2 separate regions of the Xenopus laevis genome follow, and region 2 is linked to region 1. A link is a contact called in public Hi-C data. All regions are on one chromosome and are shown on one strand. The core of a region is the stretch at or near the end of the contact, and the rest is flanking DNA. Distances in the headings are between cores, read along the strand shown.

What was found. A called contact is a pair of places that touch in the nucleus more often than the background predicts.
Region 2: a Hi-C map of the XL177 cell line shows a contact between it and region 1, with 2.7 times the contacts expected there. The contact joins two enhancer-like sites.

What each region holds. Positions count from the first base shown.
Region 1 is chr2L:95,985,939-95,989,070 of Xenopus_laevis_v10.1, reverse strand. It overlaps tbx2.L (T-box 2 L homeolog), which reads left to right. Exons shown (of 7, transcript NM_001087905.1): 6 at 1,248-1,849. Among protein-coding and RNA genes, the nearest start is that of tbx2.L, 9.8 kb to the left of the region's middle. Within about 2 kb of position 1,815, at least 1 of the 7 cell types and tissues checked has an H3K27ac peak or open chromatin away from gene starts, as enhancers often do.
Region 2 is chr2L:96,274,570-96,277,737 of Xenopus_laevis_v10.1, reverse strand. The region is part of intron 24 of bcas3.L (breast carcinoma-amplified sequence 3); the gene reads left to right. Among protein-coding and RNA genes, the nearest start is that of tbx2.L, 280 kb to the right of the region's middle. Within about 2 kb of position 1,642, at least 1 of the 7 cell types and tissues checked has an H3K27ac peak or open chromatin away from gene starts, as enhancers often do.

The DNA.
Region 1 (3,132 bases), core at 566-3,065:
AATTGCGCTGCGTCCTGCAACTCCCAGGATTAGTGTGTCTGAGCCCCTGCACTTTCGTTGGTCTAACTGCATTCTCATTAGTCGCTCACATCCAGCAGTCCCATGGTCATTTTTCCACTGTAGTCGAGCTAGACAAATGTAAGCACAGCTCAAAGTCAGTGTGCTGCTGCTAACCTGAATTCAGGACAAAATTCTGGACTTTCCAGCTTTCCCAATAATTAATGGCAAAATGAACACAGCCAATTTACCTTTAAATACTTTAAGTACTCCCAAGCAGACAACACGTATTACTATTTACTGTATCACTTGCTTTGCATTCATTTTCCATTTTGAATCTGGCCACCATTAAAGTTACATTTAGCTGTTGCCTCTTTTACAGTAATGAGGAGTTGATTCATGAATCTGCAAAGGAAATTCAAATAAAAACACGAAAAAAAAACCTATTAAAAATATTTGTAATATTCGATTATATTCAATATTCTTTGTGTATAATTTCCCTTTTCCCATGGATGTATAATTACCATAATCACATTAATAACAGTTTCTATTAGAACTTGACTACAGTTTCTTCTAAAAGCAGGCTCTCAAATATAATTCTTAGGTGCTGGAATTATTATTATTTTTTTATTTATTTTTCTTACAATTTTTAGTTTTACTTTCTTCAAGCACAATGCAAATAAAAAGCTTAACTCACCTATTGAAATAAATTCCATTGATTTATACCATAAGTATTATTCCATTTTTCACGCTGCACAAATAGTTCTATTCTACACATCAAAGGAGAGAAATGTCTGTTTTCACTCAAGGTTGTATAAAACTAAACAGAGAAGTCAGAGCCCAAAGTCATGTAAATCAATGAACTCCGAATAATAGTATTTTCTTCATGTGTATTCTATCTTTATATTTCCCCACACACAAACAAGCAGTTTATGTTCGTTTTTTTCTATTTGGATTAAACGATAAAGATATCAATCAAGCAGATTGAATGCATCAGTGTAGCTTATTTCCATTCCATAAACACACGTACCATAGAAAGAAATACAATATGGTAAAAGAGAGAAGAGAACAGGGTGCATTAAGTGAGAATCCTGTGTATAGATGTGCTGGAGGTTATACAAAGTTGTAAATATTCAAGGACGCAGTGACAGTGTTCCTAGATGCGAAAGAGGGGGACTGTGATTCTATCACTGCTGATTTACCTCTTTGACTACTCAATCAATTAACCTGCGATTTCTCCTGTGCTGCAGAAGAGAAGTTCGGGGCAGACAGTGACCAGGAGCTGGACAGGCGAGAGATCAGGAGCGCCAGAAGCCATAGCCCAGTTGGCCACCGTAGCCCCCCTAGTAGCCCCAGACTCGAAGACAGGGGCAAAGACAAGAGCACTCCAGAAAAGAAATCCGACTCCCCAGAAAGTCGCAAGGACGGCAGCGACTCTCTATTCAGCAGCATCAGGAGCTTAGAGAAAGACAAGGCGGAGAGCAGGAGGAAAGAGGACTCTAAAAGTGACCCGGAGTGTGGGAGTTTAAGTAAAGAGACCTTTGCCCCCCTGATGGTACAGACTGATAGCCCACCTCACCTGAGCGCTAGCCATCTGCAAAGCCTGGCTCTCTCAGGCCTCCACGGCCAGCAGTTTTTTAACCCCTTGAACGCCGGACAGCCTTTGTTCATTCACCCGGGACAGTTTACAATGGGCCCGGGAGCCTTCTCTGCCATGGGCATGGGACATTTACTAGCCTCAATGACAGGGGCAGGTGCTCTGGATAATGGCAGCCTTTCCTCAGTGCAGGGGGCAACGGGAGCAGCTAATCCTTTCCCATTTCACTTTTCCCAACACATGCTGGCCTCTCAGGTAAGAGTCATATTCTCTAATGACTGCCCTTGTTTTTATAAAATGTTAATGCTTGTGCGTTTGCCCTGACCCACCACAAGATGTCGCTGTTGTTATTAACCTTGCAAATTAAGAAACATATATAGGCGACTTATTACTTTAGCTGCAATGTCAGTAGAATGATTTATAGTCGGATCTGACATTCTCATGCCCATTTGCACAACGGACACAGTTCTACTGAACTCTTTGGCAAACAGGCTGTTTGTAACCTTTTCATTTTCTTCCTGAATGAACCCGATACAGAGTTTCCAATATCTCTGGGAATTTTCTATGTCTCTGAGAAATAGACCCGGTGCTTGCATTAATATGGCATACAGTTTCATAGTGGTCAGATCGTCTGACTGTCCTGCTTGGCTGCCAATATCTGTCGTGTGTCCTGTTCCATAATACTTCTGGGCTTTATATTTGTAACAAAGAAATGGAATCAGCGATGTACAGTTTTTGTACCTTTAATATTTCATTTTGCACGGGAAATACAATGTAATAAACGTATATTCTGTGCAAAACTGTGCTCTTTTTTGTTTTTTACATTGTGAAAGAAAATGCAGTTATAAGCAACTTGCAGTTTTAAAGTTATTTTTAAATGTAACTTGTAAGGAATATTTGACTGGCTATTTACTCCTGGCTGGGATTCTTGCAACAATATAAAAGAAGCCAGCTGATAATGAACTTTAAGGAGAATTGACATTGTCTCAATAGTCAGAACCAGGGAGTAGAAAGGGATAAAGAATTACAACTTTGTGCTGAAATTCTCTTTACAAATAACTATTGACAATTTATTAATGTATGATTTTTTTTTTTTAAAGTTGCTTAGAATAGAATTTTCTTTCAATAACAATTCTTGGAGGTAGAGTGTCCTGGTGAAGTCGATACATGAAAAAAGTTTACAATTAAAATGTTTTATCTGTGGAATGTTATATAGAATGTTGTGCTTTAAAGGATGGATTGGTGTCTATAAACTGTTAATCTTAGGTGTGTGTATTTTTTTATATGTGAAAGCCTTGAGGAGATTATTACCTAGACCTTTAGATGGGAAGTTGAAAGAACGTTGGGCTGGAAATATATTAAAACTGCTTCCCAATTAACTGGAGTACACCAGGCTGCCAGCAGAGGACGCCCCGCTAGACCCTGTTATACTTCGCATAGGCCTTCAATTATATATATATATATATATATATATATATATATATATATATATATATATATATATATATATGTTTTTGTTTATTTAAATATGTAGTTAA
Region 2 (3,168 bases), core at 393-2,892, 290 kb before region 1:
CTGTCAAAACGTCCCTGTCATTGCTCTGAACACGACTGAATGACAGGCACCATATTGAGCAGTGCAGGAAGCAGAAAGAGTAAATTTTCTTGTGATTTTATTATATATAACCCCCTAGCTGTTTTAAAAGCAATTTGAATTGCTGGCTGCGCAGAAACACTCCATTTACAGATATACCCGCTTACCCGATTGGCAATATTCTTTGTGTTTTCATTTCAATAATTTAAACTTTTGTTGATTTTTCAAAATTACAGTGTACAGAGGATAAAGGGTAACAAAGAGTATATAAACATATTTAGCAAATGTACACAGGCTAGTTCATATACAGGTATAGGAATGCTTAGGACCTAGTTTTACATTTACAAAGCAAATAAACCCAGCAGGATTGTTATGCCAGCCATATCGATTCATGCAGCTTAGTTACCATAAAGTACAAGGTACTGTTTTATTATTACAGAGAAAAAGGAAATTATTTTTAAAAAATTTAATTTATTTTTTAGAATGGAGCCTAAGGGAGATGGCCTTCTTGTAATTTTGAGCACAGGTATCCAGATTAAGGATCCCATACCTGTAGTATTACGTGACTATAAAACAGGAGGCGTATCTGTAGTTAGTTGAAGGCTTGTGACCAGTGTATCCTTATGACCTCTGATGAGCATCGGTCATCCAACTAGATTGTAGAGGGAAGTAATAGCTCACATTAGTTAAGAACTAAGCTTAAAGGACAACTAAAGAAGTAGCTAGAAATGTTGCACATTATGTTTTGTACAGCCCAAGGCAACCACGGCTATTTAGCAGGCAAGATCTGTGTCTCCGAAGATGCCCCAGTAGCTCCTCATCTTCTTTTCTGCTGATTCAGTGCACATGCTCTGTGCTGCTGTCACTTACTGAGCTTAGGGACCCACTCACAATATACAGTACACATAGATTAGAAATGTCACACTATAAGGCTGATTAGTAATTAATAAGGATAATTACTACATGGCAGCACAGAAACCAGCGCAACAAGCATCAGAATTTTATAATCAACCCTGTATCAGCTTATATAACAGGCCAACCTCATTTTCTGCTTGATAATTTGCAACAACCCCTAAGCTTAGCTTCTCAAGAGCTGCTCAGAGCCCACTGAGCATGTGAGTATCGCAGACACTTTCCAAGATGGTGACCCCCTGTAACAAGTTTGAAGTCCTGGATCATAGCTGCTGTTGACAAAATGAAACTTTAGGCTGGTGCAATAAATTGAGTAAATAAAACATGGCAGTTTTAGCCATATTCATTTTTAGGATGTAGTTGTCCTTTAAGAGAATATGCAGCTTAAGTAAAACAGTAAATAAAAAAAGTTTATAGTAAAGTGGCACTATTTGTAATTACAATACCAGGGGTAGCTCGCTTAGTGCCGGTGCTTCTGATGGCATTCTCTATGTGTTTATCCTTGCCCTTGCCTAGGGACACCAGCTATATAGACATATCCTAATGTAATTCCCAATGCTTTGTCGGTGACCATTGAGGACGGGGCCATTACTTCAAAATTCATTTATGACATTGCACTGAAGAATTTAAGATCCACCAGGCTGTTGTGCCAGAAGTGAGGCATTTTTCACTGGAATTATGAAATCTGACAGATTAAAAGGTTTCCCTTTTCTTCACTCAGAGCCTTTTAAAAGAAAAAAGCGAGTTCCCCCCCCCCTCTCTTTGCTACACATATGCACATATATATTGTGCTCATGGCAAAATCCTCACTCAGAAGAAGCCATCTTCATCTCCCGCTTCAAGAAATCTTTTGTGCCACAGTTTGAGAACAGATGTTTTCTGCCCCCATGCCGCATTGTGTGTTGCCTGTGCTTGCTAATTGTCAGACGCCAGCTCACGAATGGCGACTTTCGAGGTAACAGAAAGAAAGTCAAGGTCTCTGTTTTACATTAGGAAGGCTTCCTTTTTCTTTATTTAGATATTTTGGGTGTGTGGCAAAATTCTTGACTTCCTAAGGCAGTGACTAATCACCCTAATTCATCAGTCTACTTTCAATATAATCATTGTTCCCAGAAATATTCTTTTTTTTTTTTTTTTTTAAGCCTTGCTGATCAGCCTGGTGATTCAAGCTCCCCTTTCAAATTTCTCTGTTGCTAGTGGGCTGTCCATCATTGGACTCTCTCTTAAGCACATTTGCTCTGCTGAGGTCTAATCATGTCCCTGCCCTGCTTGGGTTGATCTAAGGGTGGAATCCAGCTTTAGTTCTCCTCCTGTTCACAATGCATCACGCAGGCATGGAAACTGGAAGCATGCAAGTTTACGAAGCTGTCTGCGTTTGAAGATTGTTTCATTTAACAAGTCAGTTACTGTTATCCAGATGTTTTATCCTGTAGCTCCTCATTGAATTCAGTGCATAGTTAATCTTCTACCCTTGTAACTAAAGCAGCGCTATTCTCTATTTACACTCATCGTATTGAATTTCTGTTTTCTTACCCAGCCCTTAGATTTTTTAGAGTTATTATTCCTTCTGTTTGGGACTGAATGTGTCTGTTGCAAGGAAAGCAGGTTGTTTCTTTCCTTCCTTCCCAACCCTGAAGGGGTAGATTTCATTTGAGTAAACATGACTGACTTTTTTCAATCATTGTGTATTATTGCTGCTCCGGTATTATAGCAACAGACTGCAGCCCCTTACAGTTTTAGGTGTTTAAGTCAAGGATATCAGAAGCCCTTCAGCAGCCAACCTGCCTGATGAGGGGCTGCTGGGAGTTGCTGAACAACAGCCGCACAGTGGTAGGTAGCACGCCATAATATGAACCATTATAACAATTAACTTAGTCACATCTGTATAGAAATATAAATGCAGTAGGCGGAACACAAATATGCAATGAGTAGATTCCATATCACTTATTTTTGCAATAAGCTGACATGACAAGGAAGATGCTGCACCAGTAATTCACTCATACACATTTTAACTTAATGAAATAATGACCAATAGGACTATGGCATTTCTGTAGTGAATATCGTCCCTTCTCCTTGTAACATCAGAAGCTTAGAGCACTTGCATATGGTATCTTCCACTGTTATTGCCACAGTTCTTAAAAGCATCAGGAGCACAGCTTTTGAAAGGCCATCCAACATCATCCAACGCCAGACCCCCATCTGCCTTGGCCAAGTCATGCCTGAGTACTCTACTTGCGT